Linked DNA regions of Mus musculus: region 2 is linked to region 1. Evidence: chromatin contacts called from public ChIA-PET data. All regions are on one chromosome and are shown on one strand. Each heading gives the region's core, a stretch centred on a gene start, on an enhancer-like site or on the middle of the called end of the contact. The rest is flanking DNA. Distances are from core to core; before and after follow the strand shown.

Region 1 (7,085 bases), core at 1,952-4,451:
TGTTTGTTTATGAGATTTGTAAATAGTCAATGAAGTAGGTTATTACCTAAATCTCACCATAGTTTATCTAATGCAGTTTGTGTGAATAGTGTGACCCCTCTTGTTGGATGAGTACAAAAGATACTGTTACACTACATGCTTCAACAACTCTCCAGAGCAGGAACTGTATTTAATGCAACCTGTCCATGGTCCCTAGGAGGGGTAAATAAGAAGTGAAGGCATATGGGTGTTTTGTTTCATTTGCTTTGTTCTGTCTCCATTTCCTTAAATATGTGTGTGATTTTTAATAGTAAGGAATGTGGCAGTAGGAATGAGAACCAGGTGTTCTTCCTTTTGTTCCCCTTTTAACACTGAAAAGGAAAGTAAAGATTGCTGAAGAGAATAAGATTTATCAACATCAAAAAATAATCAGCGTTAGGGATTTAACTCTGTTATAGAATATTTGCCTGGCCAATGTAAAATCCTTGGTTTGGTCTCCAGCTCCGGTGGGGAAGATAAACCCACTGTACTAAATAAAAATATACATATAAATATGTGTATTGCTTTTCAGCTTTAAAAACCCATTTGTATATATTTTGCTAGATTTTCACAAATGTATACCAATTGGAAGATAGTTAATAAATCTCATCTTTTAGGTTATATAGTAATAATTAGGCTTTGCTTTTTATCCTGCCACTCAAGTTATTTTCTTAATTTTTCTTTCACAATGGTTATATGTAAGCATATATTATTATAATCAATCTGAAGGCATATATTAAGTTTTAAGCATATACTAAATATTTAAGTAATTTTTCTTTGAAAAACGGGTATTTTTAGAGATGTATTCTGAAATTTGTTATATTCAAAGTTGTTAAACTTTAGGCCTAATTTATTTATATTTTTACCTTAGCCTCCAGCTGCACCAACAAGTAGAAATTATGCAGAAATGAGGGAAAAACTTCGTTTACGCCTGACTAAGAGGAAGGAAGAACAACCCAAGAAAATGGAGCAGATCTCAGAACGGGAGGGTGTGGTTGACCATCGGAGAGTGGAGGATTTGTTACAGTTTATAAACAGCTCTGAGGCCAAGCCAGTTAGTAGTAGTCGGGCAGCCAAACGAGCAAGGCACAAGCAGAGGAAGGTAAGTGACAGCCCGCCCTACCAGGGCGCACAGATACGAAGCTAGGGCTGCTTGACATGCCTGCCCTGGTGCTCTAGGAGTCTGTCTGTCGCAGAAGGCCTGAACTAGCACCTGTACCACTTTGTCTTCTCCCAAAGTATTGAGTTTGTAATAGGCTTTCATGCAGCCTGCTCTGCCTGGCCAGTGGGACAGCAGCGCTTACATACACTTTTGTAGGAACCTTTCTTCCAAAGAGATAGAAGGAAGAGATTTTGTGATGCAGAGTAGATGGGACTCTGAGGTTTAGAAGCTGAGAGATGGCCTTTGATAGAAGATAGAGCTCTAGCCCATGGTGCCTGCAAGCCTCTTCCTAAGACAGACTTCACACATTCTTGTTCTGACCCACAGGCCCATCTACTTGAAGGACAGCTCTTAGCATCAACATTATAAAGTGTAAGGTTAGGCAGCTTCCTTGGTGTAAACTGCTGAGAGCAATTTCCACTCCCCAGAAACTTGACAGGGCTTTTCATAGCACGTCATGAAAAGTAGACATCTATTTGCTTGGGTTTGGAGCCCTGAAAGGGTCTGTTCTGTGGTCTAGAATCATTCGTACAATGAAATCTTTACTTGATGAAACTTCTTTCCATCAGGTTGGAAAGCAGAAATACATTGGGGCCACTTTGCTATGTGAAACTGAATATTTCTGAAAGCCCTTTGCTCTTGTGTAGTTCAACGTGTATTGAGACTTTTATCTGATAGTGTGGGAAGGGACTTTCAAACTTTTGGACACATTTTGTTTGTGTCTTACTTATGCAGGTCCTTATTTCTGGTTCAGCCCTCACCTGGACAGCAAAGTCTGTCAGGAGCTCATGCAATCAGAAAGCTGATTCCTTGCTATTTCTATAGAGAGATGGTCAGGTCTATGGGTGCTGCACGCACAGCACAACTGCTGGTCTGACTACTCCTGGTACCTACTTCTTGGTCAGAAGCTAGCCACCTAGTTCCCAGTAAAGTAAGCATATGCTTGGTAGGTAGATGAGATTTAACAGTTCTTTTGGGTGAAATAATTACAGGTACGTATGTTGTAGGTACATTTGTTACTGCCTCTATCAAAGTTTATTTTTCAATATATGATTGATATCTCAAGTTTCTAGAGTAATTTTTTTAATTACATTTATATATGTGGGGAGGGGAGGCCATCATAGTTTGTGTGTAAGTCATGGGTCAATGTTTATGGGATGATTCTTCACCATGTGGTTCTTGGGGGATCAAATTCAACTCACCAGGCTTGGTGGCAAATGCCTTTACCTGCTGAGCCGTCTTAGCAACTCTGTCAAGTTTTGGAGTTCTTACCATGGTCTAAAGCCATCTTCTCTTTTGTTATTGGCAGCTGGAAGAGAAGGCACGCCTAGAAGCTGAGGCCAGGGCACGGGAGCATCTGCATCATCAGGAGGAGCAAAAGCAGCGGGAAGAAGAGGAGGACGAAGAAGAGGAGGACGAGGAACAGCATTTCAAGGAGGAATTTCAGCGGCTTCAGGAGCTTCAGAAGTTAAGAGCTGCAAAAAAGAAGAAAAAGGATCGGCCAAGTAAAGACTGTTCCAAGTTGGACATGCTTGCTAGAAATTTCCAGGCAGCAACAGAGTCTATCTCTAACTCTGAAAACATCCACAATGGCTCCTTAGAACAAACCGAAGAACCAGAAACCTCATCTCACTCCCCTTCCAGACACATGAACCACTCAGAGCCCAGGCCAGGGCCTGGAGCCAATGGGGATGCTACAGACCCTGTGGACCCCAGAGACCCCTCCAAGCTTCTGCTACCTAAGGAAGTCAATGGGAAGCAGCACGAGCCTCTTGCATTTCTCTTGGACATGATGCATCATCACAAGGAGGGAAATAGCAAGCAAAAGTTAAAGCAAACCAGCAAGACCAGCAATGAGCCAGCCAGGAAGCCCACAGAGCCTCCCAAAACCACAGAGGTACAGCTCAAACCCCGGGCCCAGCCAGAGTTGAAACCTAAAGTAGTTGACCTTGCTCTTCTCACAGAGCAGAAGAGGGAGGAGAGGAAAACCAACAGCAACAACAACAACAAAAAGCAGCTGAGCCACATCAAAGAGGAGAAGCTGAGCACTGTCACTCCTGAGCCACCCTCCCCCAGCCAGCTCCTGCAGAATGGCAGGCTGATTCTGGCCAGTTCTCCTCAGCCCAAGGGCAAGAATAAGAAAAATAAAAAGAAGAAAGGAGACAGAACCAGCAGTTCACTTGGTAAATAAAGATCACAAGGGAACTGTTCCCAGCCTTGGCTGGTGTGGTCTGTGTGTGTGAGTTCTCGACAGGCCCCTGCAGGCGGGATGTTGCTCATCTGTGACTTTTCCAACAATAATAATTTGTAGCTGCTATATTATGATTTTGAAATAATTTTAGACATATAAAGTGCACTTTTTTTTTAAAAAATTTGATTTGTGGTTAGTTGAAAACATAGGTACAGAACTGGAGAGGGTAAGGAGAGTGGCTGCTGTAACATCCCTCCTATCCTGGGTCATCTTTGGGTGAGGTTATGTTCACCTGTTTCTAATACCGTTGTGTTGATTGTTCCTATCTCATAATTAGTAAGTTTCCATGTCTGTGTCACAGTGAGTTTCCATGATATCCAGTGCATGACTTGTGTTCTCAGACATCCTTGATTACTAAGAACTTGTTCCGATAGTGACTTACACAGGTCTAGAACATTCTTGAAGTAGTTGCAAAGGTTTTTGTCTTATACTCTAGAGAAGTCTGAACTTCCTGTTTTGTACATAAAGGTGACATGCTGCTTACTGGCTTACTCCTCATGGCTTACTGAACTTGCTTTCTTACAGTCTCCAAGACCACTATCCCAAAGGTAGTACCACCCATGCAGTGAACTTGACCCTCCCACAACAATAAGCAATCAAGAAAATGCACTACAGGCTTACCCATAGGCCAGTCTGATGGGATCATTTTCTCCACAGTGAGATTCCCTCTTCCAAAAATTACTCTAGCCTATATCAAGCTGATATAAAACTATCCAACAGACCTTTTGGTTGTTTTGTTTGTTTGTTTGTTTGTTTGTTTGTTTTTGTTCTTAACTAGAATTTTGTTGTTTGGTTTTTAAGAGATTTTTATAAATTAGGAATACGAGTTTTTCACCTCTGTTCGGTGCTGCCAAAATTTTCTCCTGGTTCCTCAGTTTCCTATGAACTTGGTTTACTGGGTTTTTCAGCCATTTGGAAGTTTTCTTGTTAACTTTTATGTAGTCATTTTACCAATCTTACATTGTAAGTCTTACATTGTAAACTGCCTTTAGAGTTTGATAATTGTTAGTCTTATTCTGACACCAGGGTTAGGGAGGAATACAAAATTTCTCTCTAGTGTTTGTGTAGTTTCTTCTTCCTCCCCTCATGTAGATCTTAAACATGTTTGAGGTTTATTTTGGGGTATGAGATGAAGTGTGGGTTTATTTTTCTCTTTTCCCAAATGCTTCCACAATTTATGAGGAAGCTCTTCCTGCCCCTGTGGTCTATAGTGCTGCTCTACTGCAGCGGTTTTCATATGCCCTGGGTCTGGGTCTGGGCTCTGTGTTCTTTCTTGTGTTCCCTGCTCTGAACTGTTATTTTTAAGTCTCCCATTTACAAGTTTTATAGGTGCTTCTCTTATCTCTTAGTTGTTGTTCTTAGTATTTGGCTGCTCTTCTTTATAACTTACAGTGAGTTGAGATGTAGGTGCTATGAAGTATATACTATATTCTGGAATTTACTTTTAAAAATGGATGAAGTCTCTCAGTGTATTTAATTTCCAGTGCTGGAATTGAAGCCCAAGGCCTATGCATATCAGAAAGGCACTGTATCCCTGAGCTTCATCCTTTACCACAATACATTTTATGTTAATTACATGTTATAATACTATTTTAATATATTAAATTATTACTAAATATATTTTTTAAGTCTTAAAATATGTTACTCAAATCACATTTATTGGGCTGGAGAGATATGGCTCAGTGGTTAAGAGCACTGACTGTTAGCATTCTGTCTAAACTCCACCCCCACAGTTACCTGGCAACAGCCAGGTAGACCTATAAAAGGGGCTGCTTGCCCCCACTCCCTCTCTTGATCTCTTGCTTCTCTCCTGTTTTTCCCTTACCCCCTCTCTCCTTGAGTTCATGGCATGGCGGTCTCTACTTGTCTACTCTGTCTCTCTGCCTTTCTCTGCCTCTACTACCCTCTTAACTCCCCTCCCCATGCCCTGAATAAATTCTGTTCTTCTATACTATCCCATAGTGTGGCTGGTCCCTCAGAGATAAGGGATGCCTCAGCATGGGCCTGCTGAGACACCTCCTTCCCCCATACCTCACCACACCCCCATAGAATATATTCTTTCCCCCTTTATCTTTTTATAAACACATCATATGGTACGGAGAGATATATATTCTATAGGAGTGTGGTGAGGTATGGGGGAAGGGGGGGTGTCTCAGTGGGCCTATGACAAGGCATCCCTTCCCCCCTTCTCCCCCCCCCCCCCCCAGGGACCAGCCACAGGACAGTATAGTATAGAATAGAGTTTATTCAGGGCATGGGGAGGGGAGTTAAGAGGAGGATTAGGAGGAGGGAGGGAGGGGGAGAGAGGGAGAGAAATAGAGGCCAGCCATGGCCATGAGCATGTGGAGAAGAGGGGTGGGGGGAGAGAAGAGGAAGAGCAAGAGAGAGGCAAGAGGAAGAGAGGGAGGAGGGGACAAGCAGCCCCTTTTATAGTGGGTCAGGCCTACCTGTCTGTTGCCAGGTAACTGTGCGGTGGAGTTTAGACAGAATGCTAACACTGCTCTTCCAGAGGTCCTGAGTTCAATTCCCAGCAACCACATGATGGCTCGCAACCATCTGGAATGGGATCTGATGCCCTCTTCTGGTGTGTCTGAAGACAGCTACAGTGTACTCATACATAACATAAATCTTTTTTTAAAGAAAAAAAAATCACATTAATTTCTATTAGACAGTGCAGCCTCACTGGTTGATTATATGAAACTCTTTTGTGTGTGTACTATCTTCACATCTTTTATTTTAGTAAATTGCTTCATTGTTCAAGTCTTGTCTTTCACAGGAGTTTACTGGAGAAGTTATGTCATATGTCTGTAGACAAGGGTGGCAGATGTGCTTTTCCTACACACACACACACCCCCTCTCTCTGTGTCTCTCATGTTGCTGCTGTTTTTGTTTTGTTTGTTTTGTGACAGGCTTCCAACTTCCTTTGTGGAGCTTAGGGTGACCTTGCACTTCTGATCCTCCTGCTTCCACCTCCTAAGTTCTAAGATTACAGATGTGTGCTACCATTCCCATTTTATACAGTTGTAGGGATTGAACCTGGGAGGCATGTCCTCTACCAACTAGCTATTACCAGCCACACCCCTCCAGTTGTTTCTTTTGATTTGTTTGATTTTGTTTCTTGGTTTTTGTTTGTTTATTTTCAAGATAGGGTTTGTTTGTGTCGCCCTGGCTGTCTTAGAACTCACTCTGTAGACCAAGCTGACCTTAAACTCAGAGATCACCTACCTCTATGTTGGAACTAAAGGTGTGTGTCACCCTACCTGGCTTTTAAGTTTCTTTTGTTATTGTTGTTTTATCTAGTATCAAGGTGAAACTAGACTCAGAAGTGTTTAAAAGCCTTCTTTTTCTATTTTATGGAATAATTAAAATAGTATTGGCATTAGTTCTTTGAAATCTGGATAGAATTCTGTATGAATCCATCTATTTCTGGAATCTTTCTAATGGGAACTTTACTACTATTTCAATCTAATGGTTGGTTTTAGATCTATTTGAATTATTTCTTTAGTCTTGGCATGTTGTATATATCTAGGAATCCATTCATTTATTTGCATTTTCCAATTTAGTGGAATGTATCCTTAAGATTTTGTGAATTTCAGCCAAGTGCTGGTAGTATGGGTTCATGTCTTTAATCCCAGCACTCATTTCTGTTACAGT
Region 2 (7,085 bases), core at 2,822-5,321, 110 kb after region 1:
TTCTCTGTGTAACCTTGGCTGTCCTGGAACTCACTCTGTAGACCAGGCTGGCCTTGAACTCAGAAATTCGCCTGCCTCTGCCTCCCAAGTGCTGGGATTAAAGGCGTGCGCCACCACTGCCTGGCCTAAGAATTATTTTATTTTTAAAGTATGTGTATACATGTGTATCTGCATGTGGGTCTGTGCACATTTGAGTGCAGGTGCCCACGGAGTACAGAGGAGTGTGTTGGATCTCATGTAGCTGGACTTATAGGCAACAATTCTAAACTCATGGACTGTTCTAAACTGTCTGACATGGGTTCAAGGAATCACATTTGGTCATCTGCAAGGACACTATGCTCTCTAAACTGCCGAGGAATCTCTCTAGCTTCCATTTTGTAAATTTTTGAATTATAGTACTTGCTAAAGTACGGAAGGAAGAAAAAGCAAACACACACCCAAATATGTAGTAATCCTTGTTAGCTTTGCCTTCTAGGAAGAAAGACTCCAGTGTAATCACCTTGTCCCCAAGGTTTGGTTGGTTTGCCAAAGGGTTCAGTTACAGCTTTTGATGCTTACAGGATGGAAATCTGGTAGCATTAATACATGGGTCAGCTTCTGTTAAAAGGAGTGCTCCCAGGGCTGGAGAGGTGGCTCAGCAGTTAGGAACTCTTGCTGTGCTTCTGTAGGATCTAAGTTCTTTTCCCAGCACCCACATTGGGTGGCTAATAACTACCTTAACTTCAGCTCTAGATGATCAGACAGTCTCTTCTGGCTTCCACTGGCACCAGTATAAACATGGTACATAAATGGATACAAATACATAACACATAAATAAAAATAATACAAAGCAAATCTTGGGCTCAGAGGTTACAAGCACTTGTTTCACTTGTAAAGGACCCAGGCCCAGTTCCCAAAACCCATATGGTGGCTCACAACTATGTGTAACTCTAGTTCTAGGGGATCCAGTGCTGCCTTCTGACCTTCAAGGGTTCCAGCTATACACACAGTGGTCCAGGTTTAATGCACAGATCTTTATCTGGTCTGGTCGGGTATAGTAGCACACGCCTTTAATCCCAGTATTTGGGAGGCAAAGGCAGGCAGATCTTTCTGAGTTCAAAGGCCAGTGTGGTGTACATAGTGAGTTCCAGGACAGCCAGAGCTACATAGCGAAACCCTGTCTACAAACAAAGAAACACACAAACCAAAGATCTTCATCCTTTTTGTCAACTCCCATAAGTCCATCCATATGCCCCTCCCTCAGACCAATCCATCTTCTAGCTTCTAGACAGCCACTTTCAGGCTCCTGATCAGTTAGCTGAGCCATTTACAGCCCCTGAGTCCAACCCACATTCCTTTCCACACAGTGGCAATGGCCAAGTTGCCTCTGGGATAATATCTCGCCATTATGTTCCAGTGGAACTGCCTGCCAAGTGGGCACACAGCAGTGCTAGACTCCTTTCAGCTCACACCAACAAACCAAGCTTTTTCCTCAGCTGTCACTGTTGTAACAGGGTCCCAGACCTTAACACAACTGACTCCATGATGGAAGTCTTGTTCAGCCTTTAAAACTCATCGAGTAGATGGCACCACCTGCTAAAACAAAGACCCAGAGATACGAGGGAGAGTCTGTAGGCCTGGGAAAGTCTCCGAATGTACTAACTCACCTTGCCTTTTGGCTTCTGTGGTTCTGCTTCTGGCTGACTGTTCTTGTTCACTGAAGTATGTCAATCCATCTTAAAAGGACCCTAAAAAAGGCTCAGTGCTACATGAGATCCCAAGCACCCAGTGTAGTCGCCAGCCAGCCATTAAAGACTTTGTATTGACTTAAACCTATGTCCAAGCAGCGTTCTCTGGTGAATACACATGGTTGTGACATGCAGAATCCTTATATGTAGCACACATGGACTAGGAGACAGTGGATTACAGTAGTGAGGAGCATGGGGTCTGGGGGCAGTATCTCTGGTTCTGGTTGAACCCACTTCAGGGCTCAGTAGCATTTAGAAGTGACTTAACCGGGTTCCTTTTTCCTTTTGTGTATATGTATGAATGTGATATATGTATGTTGGGTATATGTGTACACATGTGCAGAGGCCAGGCCATCAGGTGTTTTTCTTTATCAGTCTTTGCCTTTAGTCCCTTGAGACAGGGTGTCTCACTGAACCTAGAGCTAGTGTGGCAGCCAGCAGGCCCCAGTAATCCCCATCTCCACCCTTAATAGCCGGGTTACAGGGGTGCATGGCCATGCCCTGCTTTTTACGAGTGCTGGGGCCTGAAACTAAGGTCCTCATGCTTGAGCAACAAGTGCCCTTACCTCCTGAGCCATCTCCCCTACTTGAGTTCCTTGAATTTTTGACTTTAAATTTTCAAATATTTCTGCCCTTTCACCCCCTATGAAGTCCTACATCTCCTTCGTATGCTGTTCAATCTTGCCCAGTTTCTTTATGCTGTGCATTTGCCCTGTGTCTTCAAGTTAAGAAATCACTTCTTTTGAGGACAAATTGTCTCCTAACCCCATTCAGTGTTTTGTCACACTGTGGATTTTTTTCATCTGTACATGTCTGATTTCATTTTTATATCTTATTTGAGAGCAGGTGCCCACAGAGTACAGAGGAGTGTGTTGGATCTCTTGTAGCTGGACTTATAGGCAACATTTCTAAACTTTTATATCTCTATATATTTCATTTTTAATCACTCAACCCTCTCTCCAGTTAAAGTAGGGGCTTATGGAGGGCAGGTGATTAATGGAGTTTTGACTGATGTCCGACTCACAGTAGGTCCAATAGGTCCCCGGACACATCCTGTGGTGATTTCCCCAGTTCCAGAATGTATAATTGGGATAGATATACTCAGAAATTGGCAGAATTCTCATATTGGTTCCCTGAACTGTAGAGTGAGGGCTATTATGGTTGGAAAGGCCAAATGGAAGCCTTTAGAGTTGCCTCTGCCAAAGAAAATAGTGAATCAAAAACAGTATCGTATTCCTGGAGGAATTGCAGAAATTACTGCCACTATCAAGGACTTGAAAGATGCAGGGGTGGTGGTTCCCACCACATCTCCGTTTAACTCTCCTATCTGGCCAGTGCAGAAAACAGATGGATCATGGAGAATGACAGTTGATTATCGAAAACTCTCTCTCTTCAGCAAACTTTCACTGGCATTAGACTTGTTGCTGGGTGCTGGAGGATGTCAGAAAAGTCATCTGAGAACAGTCAACATGTAGGGCAAATGTTCCTAGGACAGAGGGTACTGACTGGAATCCACAACCTCTCTGACCCTTATGGGGTCAAACTCAGAGCTCTTGCTGTGAGGATCGGTTTGTTTTTGTTTTTTGAGACAGGGTTTCTCCGTGTATGTAGCCCTGACTGTCCTGGAACTCACTTTGTAGACCAGGCTGGCCTCGAACTCAGAATCCACCTGCCTCTGCCTCCCAAGTGCTGGGATTAAAGGCGTGCGCCACCACGCCTGGCTGAGGAGAGGCTTGGATACACACTTCTGTCACTTGAGCCAGGCTCGAGGCTTCAACCTTTAATGGTTTGAAGGGAACCAGGAGCGGGACCCCTTTGTTTCCTTTGGGTCTTTTAGGATTCAGTTGACAGGAGAGACAGTAGGGACTTGATCCTTAGGTTAGTTTACCAGGTCGCTGCCAGGTGGACTGGTTCTGCCAAGGCCTCACCTAGCCTCATTCCCTGCCTCTGAAGAGGCCTCGGTGTTTGTTAATCCACTGTCATCCGGCGGGCCCTTCCTGTCTGTGGAGCTTTATCAGAGCACACACAGACATCTCAGTCCTGACTCCACCCTGATTGACAGCCCAGTCTCCCAAACTGCCTACTGATCTTCTCGCCTGAAGCGCACCTAGACCGTGTCCGTTCGCAGTCAGTTTGTGGGTCTGACCGTCTCAGTGGGAGAACTAGCGTTCCTGTGAGCAGGTGCACCAGCCCGCCGTCCCGGACGCAGCCAAAGCGACCCCTAATCCCACTGTGACACCGCCTTCAGCCGGAGGCCGGAGTCTACCCTTCTCTCCGCCTCCCAGGGCCCCGCCCTTCTCCGGGCCTGCCCCTTGCTTAAGATTGACCAATAACAGAGAGTAGTGCTGGACGGCGGTAGGGCGTTCAGACCAATGGGGCTGTGCATTGTTGGGCCGCAGCGCCGCAGGCCGCACCCAGCTTGGCGGCGGGGGCGAGTAGAGGGGTGAGGGTTGAGGGCGGGAGAGGACGAGGGCTGCTGCAGGCGGCGGGGGGTGCGCGGCAGCCAGGGGGCGGAGCCCAGCGCGAGCCGCAGGCGAGGCGGCGGCCGCACTCGGACCCGGGAAGCCGTGCTCTCTCCCCGATTCTCCGCGGAGGTGAGGCCCGGGAGCGCGGCGAGGTCTCCGGGGCCCCCAGCGGGCGTAGGGCAGGGGCGGCGGTGCTGGGCGGGCAGGGCAGGGCTGGGCAGGGCCCGGGGCCTCTGGGGCGCCTCTGGTGCGCTGAGGAGGGCGCGGCTAGGTCGCTGCGGCGCGGGGTGCCCGGGGTCTAGGTGCTTGCCTCCGAGTGCGGGGGCGAGGACACTGCATCGTCGCTTCCCAGGATGGCCCGGACGGACGCGGGGTTCTCTGTGGAAGCGGCTTGCTCGGCTCTGAGCTTCCTGGTGGGCCTCGGGGTCCTCCCGGGTCAGCATTGTGCTAATGGTGGCTCCAAATGCTGGTCACTGCAGAGATTGTGGAAAGGTGCATCTGGGTTCCGCTTGTCGGCTCTTTTAAAAACTGACACCTTCTGCCCCAAGAGAAAAAAGCCAGCTCTGTCCACGGATGGTAGTAATGAGGTGGTCGTGGAACTTCCTGGAGATGGGGCTTGCCTTTCCTCTCTGTTTTATCGTTCAGACCTCTTCCTAAAAACACTTCGTTTTTATAATTCAGTTCCTGGTTCAAGGTATTTGGTAGATGAGTTGTGTTTGTTTTATGCACACCCATCTTAAAAATAAATATTTTGGTTCACCTGAAACTGCTGTTGTTTTGACCATGATTTTAGGCCTAACGTTGTTAAACTCCCAAAGACCAAGAACAAAGCTAAAATCTGTCTATGCATAACTGCTCAAGAATTTCAGAGAGATTGTGTGTTTGTCAAAAGTGGGTTGAAATCTCAGTCGGGATAGGAACTAGATTGCTAAGGGATCCGCTATGTCTCCTTTGCAAGCAAGCTGGGAGTCGTGGGTGGACTCAACAGGCTCCAGAGAGGAAGGAGGTTGCAGGTCGGAGGTGAGTTTTATGCGGGTGGGATTCTAAAAATCGCAGTCTTTAATTAAAGCCAGTGACGTAGGGATCACATTTTAATTCTAAAACTTTGCTATGCTTCGTCAATTCGCAGCCCAGAATGGTCTGGAACTGAAAATTTCTGCCTCTGCCCCTAGTTCTAGGATTACCTTGAGGTTGACACCACACCCTGATAGTAAAGTTGTTTTTTGAGGAAGTATGAATGGTGTTGACCTTCAGAACAGCTTTTCAGGGTTTAGATGTGGTTTCGCAGAGGTGCAGGTCGGTGTGGTTAGTTTACTCATGTGTGTGTAGGTTAGTGAGAGTCAGCAAATGAAGCGACTAGGAATTCTAATCATTCTGCAAACTGGGATAGTGTCCTTTCTAAGATCTGTTTTACATAAACCATTCAGGTTTTCACTTAACTCTTGGTATTATCTGATACTATTGTTTTTGTTGCTTTGCTACACACACACACACACACCATTCATTTCATGTAATCATGTTGAGTCAGGACATTAAATACTGAAATGCTTCAGACAATACTGTGCTGGCTAGGGTTTAAAGTTAACTTGACACAGGCGAGAGTAATTTGAGAAGGAACCTCACCTGAGAAAATGTCCCTACCAGATTGGCTAGGGGGCAAGTCTGTTGTGCACGGTTTTTGATAGATGATTGACGTGGGAGCTCAATGTGTAGGTGGTGCCCTTGCTGGGCAGGTGGTCTGGGTGCTACAGGAGAGCAGGCTGAGCAAGCCATTAGAGCAGGCCAGTAAGCAGCCCTCCTCCATGGCCTCTGCAGCAGTCAGCTCTTTTCCTGCAGAGTTCCTGCCCTAACTTCCTCTGGATGATGGACTAGAAGCTGTAAGGTGAAGCAAACCCTTTCCTCCCCAGGTTGAGTTTGTGTTTTATTACAGCACTAAAAACCCTAACTAAGACAAGTGCCCAGGTATTTTTACTGCATGAGGCTGTTTGTATTGATTTCTCTTTTTTCCTTCCTCTCTCCCGTGTTGAATAAACTCTTCCATATACACACATTCACGTTTGAGAGATAAGCATTAAACAAGTCATTATTTATGCATTCAGTTTCAACAATTGCTAGCTGGATTTCTATAAAGTGTGTTAATTCTACTTTTAATATACATTATGTACTTCTAGACATCTAGAAAGATTAGAAATTCCAAAAAAGAAAAAAAAATTTAAAGCCGGGTGTGGTGGCGCATGCCTTTAGTCCCAGCACTTGGGAGGCAGAGGCAGGCGGATTTCTGAGTTCGAGGCCAGCCTGGTCTACAAAGTGAGTTCCAGGACAGCCAGGGCTATACAGAGAAACCCTGTCTAGAAAAACCAAAACCAAAAAAAAAAAAAAAAATTCCCAAAAAGGAATTAAGTTTGTCCTGCATATGCATATTAATGTTGAATAAACTACATAGACAAAGTGATTCTATCGGACACTGCTTTAGTCATTGTTAGAACTAAAACTTACTAAGGGCAAAAACCAAGCCAACAGGGCTGGAGTGGCACTTCAATTAATAGAGTTCTTGCCTAGCATGCATAAGACTCTAGGTTCAATCTTTGGCACCATATAAGCTGGGTGTGGTGGCACAGGTTTGTAATCCAAGTATCTGGGAGGATCAGGTCATCCTTCACTATATATTGAGTTTGAGGCCAGCCTGGACTGTGTGATATTCAAACTAACAGACACAATAGTAATTGAATCTTACATAAGATGTGGTTACTTAGCAGATTAAATATTCCAATGCCTTTTTAGTTTGTCCGAATCATGTTTCTTAAAATAGGAATTTAACATGATTTTAAACTTTAACAGAACTGTTTAATAGTTAATGTTTGGTCTGACCTTCCACAATTAGGAATCATGTGGA

Evidence for each region. ChIA-PET counts read pairs in DNA pulled down with a chosen protein or histone mark.
Region 2: an RNA polymerase II ChIA-PET map of memory CD8 T cells shows a contact between it and region 1, with 18 read pairs. The contact joins the promoter of Add1 here to the enhancer-like site in region 1. A contact is called at or near these places in 1 of 39 promoter capture datasets (macrophages), 1 of 484 Hi-C or Micro-C datasets (bone marrow-derived dendritic cells), 4 of 115 datasets of contacts at active chromatin or transcription factors (CD8 T cells, bone marrow-derived macrophages, embryonic stem cells and 1 more) and 2 of 9 other capture datasets (adipose tissue and liver).

The regions. Positions count from the first base shown.
Region 1 is chr5:34,463,085-34,470,169 of GRCm38.p6, forward strand. Fam193a (family with sequence homology 193, member A) reads left to right here. Exons shown (of 21, transcript NM_001243123.1): 18 at 890-1,120; 19 at 2,490-3,363. Among named protein-coding and RNA genes, the nearest start is that of Tnip2, 47 kb to the right of the region's middle. Within about 2 kb of position 3,202, at least 23 of the 459 cell types and tissues checked have an H3K27ac peak or open chromatin away from gene starts, as enhancers often do. A contact at or near this core is called in memory CD8 T cells, where this site is marked.
Region 2 is chr5:34,569,593-34,576,677 of GRCm38.p6, forward strand. It overlaps Add1 (adducin 1 (alpha)), which reads left to right and starts at 4,072. Exons shown (of 16, transcript NM_001331082.1): 1 at 4,072-4,321. Mir7036b (microRNA 7036b) reads left to right here and starts at 4,559; the gene lies at 4,559-4,621.